2 separate regions of the Pan troglodytes genome follow, and region 1 is linked to region 2. Evidence: chromatin contacts called from public Hi-C data. All regions are on one chromosome and are shown on one strand. Each heading gives the region's core, a stretch centred on a gene start, on an enhancer-like site or on the middle of the called end of the contact. The rest is flanking DNA. Distances are from core to core; before and after follow the strand shown.

The links. A called contact is a pair of places that touch in the nucleus more often than the background predicts.
Region 1: a Hi-C map of induced pluripotent stem cells shows a contact between it and region 2, with 3 times the contacts expected there. The contact joins the promoter of CBLC here to the enhancer-like site in region 2. A contact is called at or near these places in 3 of 7 Hi-C or Micro-C datasets (induced pluripotent stem cells and stem cell-derived neural progenitor cells) and 1 of 1 other capture datasets (stem cell-derived neural stem cells).

Annotation. Positions count from the first base shown.
Region 1 is chr20:47,731,072-47,738,112 of NHGRI_mPanTro3-v2.0_pri, reverse strand. CBLC (Cbl proto-oncogene C) reads right to left here and starts at 3,433. Exons shown (of 10, transcript XM_016936170.4): 1 at 3,013-3,433; 2 at 191-337; 3 at 1-25. The coding sequence starts at 3,365.
Region 2 is chr20:47,644,040-47,650,180 of NHGRI_mPanTro3-v2.0_pri, reverse strand. The region is part of intron 2 of LOC129138138 (a long non-coding RNA gene); the gene reads left to right. Among named protein-coding and RNA genes, the nearest start is that of CEACAM16, 12 kb to the left of the region's middle. Within about 2 kb of position 4,875, at least 1 of the 24 cell types and tissues checked has an H3K27ac peak or open chromatin away from gene starts, as enhancers often do. A contact at or near this core is called in induced pluripotent stem cells, where this site is marked.

The DNA.
Region 1 (7,041 bases), core at 2,184-4,683, 89 kb before region 2:
AAACTCAGCCCAGGGCAGCACACACCTGGGTGGGAGAGGGGTGGGGGAGACACCGCTGAGGCCTCCCAGAGCCTATGATGGGAGGGTCTCCAGGAAAGAAGCAGCTGTGGGCCTGGACCCCTGGGTCCCTGGGCCAGGGCAGGATGGGGCTCCGGGAGCTGAGGGTCCCTGAGGACAAGGGCTTACTCACCGGGCTCCGCAACTTTCCCTCCAGAAGGTGTGGGCGGGGGCCTTGGTGAGCTGGTACATGTGTCCACAGTACTTTCCCCCGGGGAAGAGTGCGTGCAGCTCTGCGTGCATGTGGCTGAAGATGATGGCCAGCTTGGCCAGCTGTCGCCTGTGGGGATGGGCAAGGACTCTGGCTATCCTTGGGGCTCCCACTGACACCCTCTTCCTCCCCTCATGGGGAACACCTGCAGGGATAAGGCTCTGGACTCTATCTCAACAGTGTAAGGTAAGAGTCCATTCCTGCTGGGCGTGGTGGCTCACGCCTGTAATCCCAGCACTCTGGGAGGCTGAGGTGGGTGGATCACTTGAAGTCAGGAGTTTGGGACCAGCCTGGCCAACATGGTGAAACCCTGTCTGTACTGAAAATACAAAAATTAGCCTGGCGTGGTGGCGCCCGCCTATAATCCCAGCTACTCAGGAGGCTGAGGCAGGAGAATCGCTGGAGCCCAGGAGGCAGAGGTAGCAGTGAGCTGAGATCATGCCACTGCACTCCAGCCTGGGTGACAGAATAAGACTCCATCTCAAAAAAAAAAAAAAAAAAAAAAAAAATTAAAATCGATATACATGGCTTTTATTAGATTTTGGCCAGAAGCAGTGGCTCATGCCTGTAATCCCAGCACTCTGGGAGGCTGAGGTGGGTGGATCACTTGAGGTCAGGAGTTTGAGAACAGCCTGGCCAACATGGTGAAACCCTGTCTCTAATAAAAACTATAAAAATTATCGCTGCGTGGTGGCGGGTGCCTGTAATCCCAGCTACTTGGGAGGCTGAGGCAGGAGAATTGCTTGAACATGGGAGGCAGAGGCTGCAGTGAGTCAAAATTGCGCCACTGCACTCCAGCCTGGGCAACAGAGTGAGACCATGTCTCAAAAAAAAAAAAAAAAAAAAAATTATGCTGAATTTTGCAGAAATCCAGCTCTCCTATATATTAAGGGAAGACTATTTGATTCTGTATGACAGTGGTTCTACCTACAGGTACGAGTGTCTGACTAGTCAGCTCTGCCTTCCAAGAATAATTGTGCCTTGGCATTTTCATTTAAAACATAGATAATATTTATGAAAAAATTCCTTTGATCACTCTCTTATAATTTGGGCATTATAGTGATTAAAAAACTATAGGTGGGTAGGTTGTTGAACCTCTGCATGTCCTTTCAGGATGAATTAAGGAAACACTTGGCTGGACATGGTGGCTCTCGCCTATAATCTCAGCACTTTGGGAGGCTGAGGTACGAAGATCGCATAAGGCCAGGAGTTTGAGACCGGCCTAGCCAACATAGCAAGACCTCCTCTCTACCAAAAAATAAAAAGATTAGCCTGGCATGGTGGTGCACGCCTGTGGTCCCAGCTACATGGGAGGCTGAGGTGGGAGGATCACTTGAGCCCAGGAGTTGGAGGCTGCAGTGAGTCATGATGGTGCCACTGCCCTCCAGTCTGGGCGACAGGGCCAGACCTTGTGTCCAAAAAAAAAAAAAAAAAAAAAGAGACACTACAAAATATTTAATATAAAGAAGTGGCATGGGTCACTGAACTAGACCTTGTTCTGGGCTCTGAGCCCCAAACCTCATCTGCCCGGTCACTCTGAGATTCCTTCCTCAGTGCAGAACAGCAGAGGGGTGGCCTCCAGGCAGGTCCTGGGTCTGGAGCCAGCTGTTCCTCAGGAACTAAAGACCAAGTGGGTAGTCCAGGCAGAAACCGTGATGGGGGCCTAATGATCAGTTTCTTTGGGTGTGTCCATCTACCTCTCCTCCACCTAGGAGCCCATGGGGTCTCCACATTCTGAGGCCTGATCCTCCCAGCTGGGCCTCCTAAAGAGCTGGGATTACAGGTGTGAGCCACCGTACCCGGCCAGACCAGGCCAAGTTCTGATCATAAATGTGCACACATCTAGAAAACTTTGAATCAGAGAATAATAGTAATAGCTAACTTTTATTTTATCCTCAATGTAGGAAACCCCATGGGGTCCCTGAATTCTGAGATAGTGGGATAGTGGGAACCAGAATTGGGCTGCTGGGTGACCAAGGAAATGGCAAAATCGGGCTGAGGGCATGGGTGCCCAAGGAAGGAGAAAACTGGGTGGCCCATTTTCCAGGTTCCCTTAGGAAGGAGGGGCTGGGGCCTGGACCCCTGGGTCTGAGGGAGGAGGGGCTGGGGCCTGGACCCCTGGGTCTGAGGGAGGAAGGGCTGGGGCCTGGATCCCTGGGTCTGAGGGAGGAGGGGCTGGGGGCTGGATCCCTGGGTCTGAGGGAGGAGGGGCTGGGGGCCTGGACCCCTGAGTCTGAGGGAGGAGGGGATGGGGGCCTGAGTTTCTGGGTCTGAGGGAGGAGGGGCTGGGGCCTGGACCCCTGGGTCTGAGGGAGGAGGGGCTGGGGGCCTGGACCCCTGAGTCTGAGGGAGGAGGGGATGGGGGCCTGAGTTCCTGTGTCTGAGGGAGGAGGGGGTGGGGGCCTGAGTTCTTGGGTCTGAGGGAGGAGGGGCTGGGGCCTGGACCCCTGGGTCTGAGGGAGGAGGGGCTGGGGCCTGGACCCCTGGGTCTGAGGGAGGAGGGGCTGGGGCCTGGACCCCTGGGTCTGAGGGAGGAGAGGCTGGGGGCTGGAGCCCTGAGTCTGAGGGAGGAGGGGATGGGGGCCTGAGTTCCTGGGTCTGAGGGAGGAGGTGGTGGGGGCCTGAGTTCCTGGGTCTGAGGGAGGAGGGGGTGGGGGCCTGAGTTCCTGGGTCTGGGGGAGGAGGGGCTGGGAGCAAGACCTGGGCCTCACCCCAGAGGACTTTGTTCTGGGGCGAAGGCTCACCTGAGTCTGGAGCCCGCCCGGAAGAGCTCGTCGTTGGCACTCCTTTGGCCCCGGGGAGGCAGCAGCGCGGCCACCTGCCTGCTCTTGGCCTCCAGATTGGCTAGGTAGATGAGTAGAAAGTCCCCGGAGCCACCGGGACCCCCGGGGCCGCCTCCGCCGGCCGCCCGCCGAGAATGGGCCACCTCTCGAAGCAGCTGCGCTGTGCGGGGCAGCAGGTCCCGCAGCGAAGGGGGACTCACGGACAGCCGGGGGTCGACGCATTGCTCTTCTAGGCGCTGCAGCATCCTGACTGCCCGGCCCAGGGCGCGGGCCTCTTCCCGCTGTCGCCCCCACGGGGCCACCGCCAGAGCCATGGGAGCCTCGCGTGTGCCGGGAAGGACCGGTGCGGCTGAGTTAGGCGCGGCCTCGCCCAGAGTGAAAGGAGAGGGCGGGTCCTAGAGAACCGGGGAGGGGCCTGCAGGTACCAGTGTCTCCAAAGGGGGCGGGGGCTGGAGGACCTGGCACGTGGGTCTTCAAGAGGTGGGATTTGGAGGCCGGGAGCGGTGGCTCATGCTTGTAATCCCAGCACTTTGGGTGGCCGAGGTGGAAGGATCACCTGAGCCCAGGAGTTCAAAACCAGCCTGGGCAACATAGTGAGGCCCTATCTCTAAAAAATTTTTAAAAATAAAATAAAATGTGGCTGGGCGCGATGACTCACAACTGTAATCCCAGCACTTTAGGAGGCCGAGGCAGGCGGATCACCTGAGGTCAGGAGTTCGAGACCAGCCTGGCCAACATGGTGAAACCGTGTCTCTACTAAAAATACAAAAAAGAAAAAAAAATTAGCTGGTGCGATTTGAGTTTGATTCTCAAAAAGGAGCAGGGTAGGGTGGCTTTGGTGGGTAGCGGTAGGAGGGGGCTTCTCAGTGTGTGGGTGGGAAGTGCAGGTAGGATATCTGGGTCCCTTCAGAGAGGGGCAAGGGGCTAGGGGAGGCCTGGGACTTTTCTTTTTTGAGACAGGGTCTTGCTTTTTCACCCAGGCTGGAGTGCAGTGGTGAGATCTTAGCTCACTGCAACCTCTGTCTCCCAGGCTCAAGTGATCCTCCCACCTCACCCTCCTGAGTAGCTGGGGTCACAGGCGCGCATCAGCAGTCCTGGCTATTTTATTTTATTTTTTGTATTTTTAGTAGAGACGGGGTCTCACCATGTTGCCCAGGCTGGTCTTGAACTTCTGAGCTCAAGCGATGCATCCGCCTCGGCCTCCTAAAGTGCTGGGATTACAGGCGTGAGCCATTTTGCCCTGCCACGGGACTCTTCTTGGAGAGGGGAGGGGAAGGGCTGGGAGCTACCGAGAGGTGGGACTTGGACACAGCACCTTGTCGAAGGTATGGGTCTTCGGTCGTGGCATGGGATTAAAGGTCAGATAACTGAGATTTCAAGGAGGAACCGGTCAGGGAGGCATTGCTCTCTCTCTGTCTCCGAGGAAGGAGGCACAGAGCCACCAGGCCCTTGGGTTCCCTAGAAGCAAGGGTTCGAAAGTGGGTGTATGAGGGGGCAGGAATTTGGCAACAAGATTTCTGGGTCCCCCTAATGGTGTGGCATGGGAGAAATCAGGCCAGAGTTAACATACTCCTGAGTCCCGAAGAAGCCAGGCGGGAGGATGGGGTTCAAGACTGTGGGGGCGGGGAGCAACTCATTTGTGTAGGGGTGGCCGGGCGTGGCTTTCACCCAACCTGTAGAACCTGTAACATCAGCCTGGTGGCTCAGTTGCTCGCTGGGCAGCCATCGGGGCGCTGTGGGCCTTGCCCCTAAGCAAGGCATTCTGGCCGCGCCCCGTCCTAGGCCAAGCCAAGTTCTTTTTTTTTTTTTTTTTTTCCTGTGATACAGGGTCTTGCTTGGTCTTGCTCTGTTGCTTAGGCTGGAGTGCAGTGGCCTGATCATAGCTCACTGCAGCCTGGATCTCCTGGGCTCAATCAATCCTGCCTGCTCGGCCTCCTAAAGAGGTGGGATTACAGGCGTGAGCCACCATGCCTGGTCAGACCAGGCCAAGTTCTGATCGCAAATGTGCACATATCTAGAGAACTTTGAATCAGAGAATAATAGTAATAACTAACTTTTATTTTATTTTATTTTATTTTTGAGACAGGGTCTTGCTCTGTCTCCTAGGCTGGAGTGCAGTGGTTGTTGGATCACCCCTCACTGCAGCCTTGACCTCCGGGGCTCAAGTGGTCCTCCTGTCTCAGCCTCCCTAGTAACTAGGACTACAGGCATGCACTGCCACGTTGGCTTTTTTTTTTTTTTTTTTAGTTTTTAGTAGAGATGATGTCTCACTGTGTTACACAGGCTGGTCTTGAACTTCTGAGCTCAGGCAATCCTCCAGCCTGGGCCTCCCACAATGCTGGGATTACAGGCATGAGCCACTACACCCGGCCATAGCTAGCATTTATTGAATGCTTGCTGTCTATCAGGCCCTGTGTGTAATGCTTTGCAAACATTTGCACACTGAATTCTCAAAAGTCCTTTGAGGTCGGCGGGTAGGGGGCATAGGATGAGAGCCGAACCTCCCAATGCACCCTGAGCCCCTCCTTAGCCCCACCCCCATCTCGTAGGAATTGAAAATCTTAAAATTTTTCTTTAAATTAAAAAACAACCAAAAAGAAAATAAATAAAAAAATAAAAATAAATAAATAGATTGGGCCAGGTGTGGTGGCTCATGCCTGTAGCCTGTAATCCCAGCACTTTAGGAGGCCAAGGCGGGTGGATCACTTGAGTTCAGGAGTTTGAGACCAGCCTGGCCAACATGGTGAAACCCTATCTCTGCTAAAAATACAAAAATTAGGCTGGGCACAGTTGCTCATGCCTGTAATCCCAGCACTTTTGGAGGCCGAGGTGGGTGGATCACTTGAGGTTAGAAGTTCGAGACTAGCCTGGCCAACATGGCAAAACCCCCTCTCTCAAAATACAAAAATTAGCTGGGCATGGTGTTGCGTGCCTGCAGTCCCAGCTACTCAGGAGGCTGAGGCAGGAGAATCGCTTGAATCCAGGAGGCAGAGGTTGCAGTGAGCCAACACTGCAGCACTGCACTCCAGCCTGGGTGACAGAGTGAGACTCCGTCTCAAAAATAAATAAATAAAAATAAATAAATAAATAATTAAAATAATACAAAAGTTAGCTGGGCATAGTGGTGTGCCTGTAATCCCAGTTACTTGTGAGGCAGAAGTAGGAGAATCGCTTGAACCCGGCGGGGGGAAGAGGTTGCAGTGAGCTGAGATCATGCTGCTGCACTACAGCCTGGGCGACAGAGCGAGACTGTCTCAGAAAACAAAACAAAACAAAAAACAAAACAGGATGAAAACCCATTAGCCTGAAAAAGTTCAAAGTGTTGACTGGCAAGTATTGGCAAGGAGCTGCTCTGAGTGCAAATGGACAAACTACATTGCAGAGCAATTTAGCAGCATCCACGAGACCTTTGGACAAATGGACAGGTCATTTGTCCAGCTACCTCTTTCAGAGCTGTGGCTTGTAAACACTTTTGCTGGACATTAATACAGCTATAGACACCTGAAGCAAAAGTTTCACAGAAGAGCTCTCACTCCGACTATGAGCATGCACTCTAATAGCTTCTATTTCATTCCATTTCATTAAAGGAACAATTGTTTATAACCCACTAAATTGATTTCACAACCCACTAATGGATCTTGTTGGGCCGTTTGAAAAATACTGCCCTAAGAAACTCCAAGAGACATGTTCAGGGATGTTAATTGCATTCTTGTCGGAAGTGGAGGAAAGTGGCAACGAGGTGGGTGTTCACCACCAGCAGCCTGACATAAATTGTGGTGTACTCTCACAATAAACTCTTGCGCAGCAATTAAGGTGAATGAACTGGACACAAATACCAACAGTGTGTGTCATAAACACATAATAATGAGTGGCCTGGGTTGAATCATTCCCCTCCCCACCAAGTTCATGTTCACTGGAATTTATGAATGTGACCCTATATGGAAATAAGGTCTTTGCAAATGTAATCAGATCAGGATAAGTATCTATTGG
Region 2 (6,141 bases), core at 3,626-6,125:
CTAGAGCTTTTCTGGAAGGTGCTGGAGGGGAGGAAGTGAAGGGCAGAGTTAGGGGGATGGAGGCCAGCAGAGAGTGCCAGGGTTCTCTTGGGACCCTAAAGGGACCTGGTTAGGGGTTCTTTCCTCTCTCTGCACCTCATTTTTCCCTTCAGGAAAGTGGGAAGGGGTTGGACTTGGATTTAGAATTATGGTTAGGCCTGGGTTGGGCATGGTGCCTCACTCCTGTAACCCCAGCATTTGGGGAGGCTGAGGTGTGAGGATTGCTTGAGCCCAGGAGTTTCAGACCAGCCGGGGCAACATAGTGAGTCCCATCTCTACTAAAAATAAAATAAAAAGAAAGGCTGGGCACAGTGGCTCACACCTATAATCCCAGCACTTTGGGAGGCCGAGGCAGGCAGATCATCTGAGGTCGGGAGTTCGAGACCAGCCTGACCAACATGGAGAAACCCCGTCTCTACTAAAAATACAAAATTAGCTGGGCATGGTGGCGCATGCCTGTAATCCCAGCAACTGGGGAGGCTGAGGCAGGAGAATCGCTTGAACCCAGGAGGCAGAGGTTGCAGTGAGCCAAGATCCCGCCATTGCACTCCAGCCTGGGCAACAAGAGTGAAACTTCATCTCAAAAAAAAAAAAAAAAAATTAGCCAGGTATGGTGGCACATGCCTGTAATTCCAGCTACTCTGGAGGCTGAGGCAGGAGGATCACTTGAGCCCAGGAGATGGAAGCTGCAGTAAGTTATGATCACGCTACTGCACTCCAGCCTGGGGGACAGAGTGAGACTCTGTCTCAAAAAAACAACAACAACAACAACAAAAGTTGTAGAATTCTTTTCTCATTCCTTTAGAGTGGTTAAAACAATTTTTTTTTTCTTTTTTGAGATGGAGTCTCGTTCTGTTGCCCAGGCTGGAGTGCAGTGGCACGACCTCAGCTCACTGCAACCTCTGCCTCCCGGGTTCAAGCGATTCTCCTGCCTCAGCTTCTCGAGTGGCTGGGATTACAGGCGCATGCCACTATACTCGGGTAATTTTTATGTGTTTTCAATAGAGATGGGGTTTCACCAGGTTGCCCAGGCTGGTCTCGAACTCCTGCCCTCAAGTGATCTGCCTGCCTCTGCCTCCCAAAGTGCTGGGATTATAGGCATGAGCCACCGCGCGAGGCCAATGGTCAAAACAATTTAAAAACCACTTTTTATTATGGGAAATTCTACACACCCATCGAAAGCAGATAGAAGAATGGTGTCTGCCCTCGCAACCACATACCCATCGCTCAGCTCATAGGCAATCTGGTTCCCTCTCCTCACCCACGGCCCTCTCCTGTATTATTTGAAAGCAAATCCCAGCCATCAGATCATTTTATAGCTATTTCTGCCTGTATCTTTGAAAGATAAGGACTCATTTAAAAATAACACACTCACAATGCTATCATTTCACCTAAACAGCGAACATAAAAATCAACAATTCCTTAATATCTTCAAATGCTCAGTGTTCGAGTTTTCAGTTATTCAGCAAAGCCATGATTTCTTGAATAATATCATAATTCCTTTTGGGCAGCCATCACTCAAATCTAATTTTAGAACACTTTTATCACCCTGGGAAAATTCCCTTCTGCCAGGATCGAAAAGTGGTTCAATATTTTGAAATTTCTGCCTCAGCAGTGAAGTGCTTTCTTCTGACGGAAACTTACCTGGAACCCCAGTGTGTTCAACATGTAAACAACACCTCAACTCACACCTGTCCAACCCTCCCCGCCCGGTACAGGATCCCCATCCAGGGCTGTAGGCAGACCCGGGGGGTGGGAGAGTTGGTGGACAGTGGTGAGAGGGCTGTGTATACCTCTAGTGGTCTATCTACATCCATTGACCCTGCGACCCTAGGAACCCGCACAAAACCTTTTTGCACACAGAGTTGAATCGGGAGGGCAGGGTTTTCCCCGTGAATCATAGTGACTCTTGGTCATGGCCCAGCCCACTTCCTTCCCTGCCACCAACTTACTCATTTGTAAAGCAAGGAGCCACAGCCCTGAGAATCTAGGGTGTACCAGGGCTCGTGGGAAGAGGAGGTGGCAGAGGGAAGCAGTGTGCCCTGGTGGGCAGAACTTGGGTGGAGAGAGCCTGGGAGCCGGGGATGGGTGTGGGGGGCGTCTTAGTTCCCGTCAAGGACACTGGTCTCAAGCTAATTAGGCCAAACATAAACACGGTGCCTGAAATTCCACCATCAGCGAGACCTCCTTTGGGTTAAGCATCACTCTCTCCCCTGTGCCCTTTGTAGAGGGCAGACACCTCTGCCTGGACACACAGACCCCACTTGAATGGGCATGGGTTGCATCTTGGTTCACCTTCCTTTCAGGCTGGGATGAGCAGAAGACAAATTTTCAGTGTTAGAAACTTTGGTTTTGTTCTCAGCTTGTCCACTGATACCCTGTGTGACCTCACCTTTTTTTTTTTTTTTTGAGACAGAGTCTCGCTCTGTCGCCCAGGCTGGAGTGTGGTGGCACAATCACAGCTCACCGCAGCCTTGACCTGTTGGGGTTAAGCAGTCCTTCCACCCCAGTCTCCCAGGTAGCTGGGACCACAGGCACACACCACCACGCCTGGCTAATTTTTAAATATTTTTGGCCCAGTGCGGTAATTCACGCCAGTAATCCCAGCACTTTGAGAGGCCGAGGTGGGTGGATCACTTGAGGTCAGGAGTTCAAGACCAGCGTGGCCAACATGGTAAAACCCCCGTCTCTACTAAAAATACAAAAATAAGCCAGAAATCGCTTGAACCCAGGAGGCAAAGGTTGCAGTGAGCTGAGATCGTGCCACCGCACTCCAGCCTGGGTGACAGGGAGAGGCTCCATCTCAAAATAAATAAATAAATAAATAAATGAAAGTAAATAAATAAATATTTTTGTGTGTGCAGACTGGGTCTCGCTATGTTACCCAGGCTCATCTTGGACTTCTGAGCTCAAGCGGTCCTTCTGCCTTTGCCTCCTAAAGTCCTGGGATTAAAGGCATAAGCCGCTTTGCCTGGTCAGCTTCACTTACTTAACCTCAGTTTCCTCATCTGTAAAATGGGGATAATCACAGTACTAGGTTGGTGCAAAAGTAATTGCGGCTTTTGCCATTACTTTTTTTTTTTTTTTTGAGACGGAGTCTTGCTCTGTCCCACAGGCTGGAGGGCAGTGGCACAATATCGGCTCACTGCAACCTCTGCCTCCCTGGTTCAAGTGATTCTTCTGCCTCAGGCTCCTGAGTAGCTAGGATTACAGGCGCCTGCCACCACACCCAGCTAATTTTTTGTATTTTTAGTAGAGATGGGTTTCACCATGTTGGCCAGGCTGATCTCAAACTCCTGACCTTGTGATTTGCCCGCCTCGGCCTCCCAAAGTGCTGAGATTACAGGAGTGAGCCATTGCGCCCAGCCAATTTGCCATTACTTTTTTTTTTGAGACAAGAGTTTCACTCTTGTTGCCCAGGCTGGAGTGCAATGGTGCGATCTTAGCTCACCGCAACCTCTGCCTCCTGGGTTCAAGCGATTTTCTTGCATCAGCCTCCCGAGTAGCTGGGATTACAGGCATGCACCACCATGCCCAGCTAATTTTTAGTAGAGATAGGATTTCTCCATCTTGGTCAGGCTGGTCTCGAACTCCTGACCTCAGGTGATCTGCCCGCCTTGGCCTCCCAAAGTGCTGGGATTACAGGAGTGAGCCACTGCGCCTGGCTTTGCCATTACTTTCAATGGCAAAACTTCACTCAGAACCGTTGTGAGGATATCAGTGAATAAATGTAAAGCCCTTAGCATAGTGCATGGCGTATAATAAGTGCTCGGTAATGTTTATTATTAATTATTATTATTACATTGAGTTCCAGGTCATCTCCCCTACTAGACCTCAAGCTCCCTGAGAGTAGGAGCTGGGCTGGTTTATCTTCACCTCTCTCATGCCAGTCAAGTTCATGTAACAGAGTTTGGTGATAGTAGTTGCTCAATAAACGTTTGTCAATGAATGAATGGGGACTGCTAAGTTGGGAAAGGGAAGGATGTGTATAATGAGCATCCACACTCCTTGGGCCTCTGCCTTGTGCTGGTCAGTGCTGGGAGCCCCTCAGTGATGGAGATAGCAATTGTGCTTATGGGGCTCATAGTTCAGCGGGACAGACCCATCCCCAGGCAGTGATGGCCCAGACTGGGCGGGGCTGGGGTGGGTGAGCTCACAAGAGGGATCTGACCCAGCTTGGAGGTCAAGGAGGGCTTCCTGGAGGAGGAGGTGTATGAGTTGAGACTTGGAGGGTGAATGGGGTGGGCAGGAAGAGTGGAGCTGTGTGCCTGGGGGTGTGCAAGGGCCTGGAAGTGAGATGGTACACAGTGTGTGGGGAAACAGAAAGAAGTTAAATCTGGTGGACTGTAGACCAGGGGTGAAGGTGAGAGGGCGGTGGGTGCTGAGAGATGAGACTGAGCGTCCCCTGGACTTTGCAGGCGTTGGAGGCAGTGGTGAGGAGCTTGGACTCTAAGGCACTGGGGAGCCATGGATGGTTTTGAGCAGGAAGGGGCTAGGTTGAGTTTGGGCTTTAGAAAGATCCCTTGGGCTGCTGTGTGGTAGGAGAATGGGAGTAGGGAGGAGTCCAGGCGGGAGGCTGGGGCAGGGAGGGGAGAGAAGCTGCCTGGCCCAGGGCTGGGCTGCAGGTACTGGAGAAGGCCAAGTTCAAGAGGCCTGGAGGGCAGGGCCTGGTGCCTGCCGTGAGAGTGGGGAGGGAGGTGTCCAGGTTTGGGGTTGGAGCTGGATAGACTCTCTGGATTCCCAGAGGGGTAAAGAAAGGGGCAGAGACAGGGTGGGCGCATGGGGGGCTCAAGGTTGCTGCAGCGCTTGTGCATGATCTGTGTGGTGCTCTGCTGCCCCCTGCTGGCTCAGGGCTGACCCTCTCTTGCAGCAAGTCTGGCAATAGTGACGACCCAATAAGCACAAACCCCAAACAGTGAAAGAAGGTGACATTTCTGGAGTGACAATGAATCAGGTGCTACAAGATGCACTTATGTTCACTGTCCCCACTCACACACCCCGACCCCGGTCTCCAGCTATCCCCTCCTGCCGACTCAGTACTGACCTCTCAAACCCGCCTGCTTTCTCTCCCCACTCCCTCGCTCCCTCTTTTCCTCCCCGCTTTCTTTCTCTCTCTTTCTTTTTTTTCTCTTTCTTTTCTTTCTCCACCTCTTCCCCCCCCCCACACTCCTCCTCCCTCCCCCACCCCATTTCTCTCTTTCTTTTAAAAAATATTTTGCGAATCTGGCAGCCCCTGAACCAGAATAGGTTCGGAAAGGCTCCACCCTTTCTTCTTTTTTAAACGGTTTTGCGGTGTAATTCACATACCACACAATTCATCCATGTAAAGTATACAATGCGGGCTGAGTGCCATGGCTCATACCTGTAATCCCAGCACTTTGGGAGGCCAAGGCAGGCAGATCACTTGAGGTCAGGAGTTCGAGACCAGCCTGGACAATACGGTGAAACCCCGTCTCTACCAAATACAAAAATTAGCCGGGCGTGGTGGTGCACGCCTGTAATCCTAGCTACTCAGGAGTCTGAGGAAGGAGGATCACTTGAGCCCAGGAGGTTGAGGCTGCAATGAGCCCAGATCGCAACCACTGCACTCCAGTCTGGGTGAGAGAGCAAGACCCCGTCTCTTAAAATGAAAACAAAACCAAAATAAAGTGTACAATTCAATAGCTTTTAGTATATTCACAGAGTTGTGCAGCCATCGTTACAACCAATTTGAGAACATGGCTGGATGCCGTGGCTCATGACTGTAATCCCAGCATTTTGGGTGGCTGAGGTGGGCGGATTGCCTGAGCTCAGGAGTTCGAGACCAGCCTGGCCAACATGGTGAAACCCTGTCTCTACTAAAAATACAAAAATTAGCCAGGTGTGGTGGCATACACCTGTGATGTCAGCTACTCGGGAGGCTGAGACAGGAGAATCGCTTGATCCCGGGAGGCGGAGGTTGCAGTGAGCCGAGATCATGCCAGCCTGGGCGAAAGAGCAAGACTCCATCTCAAAAAACAAAACAAAACAAAAGAAAACAAACAAACAAAACATTGAGAACATCCTATCACCCCTAAGAGAAAGCTTGTATCCATGAGCAGTCACTTCCCCATTCCGCCCTTC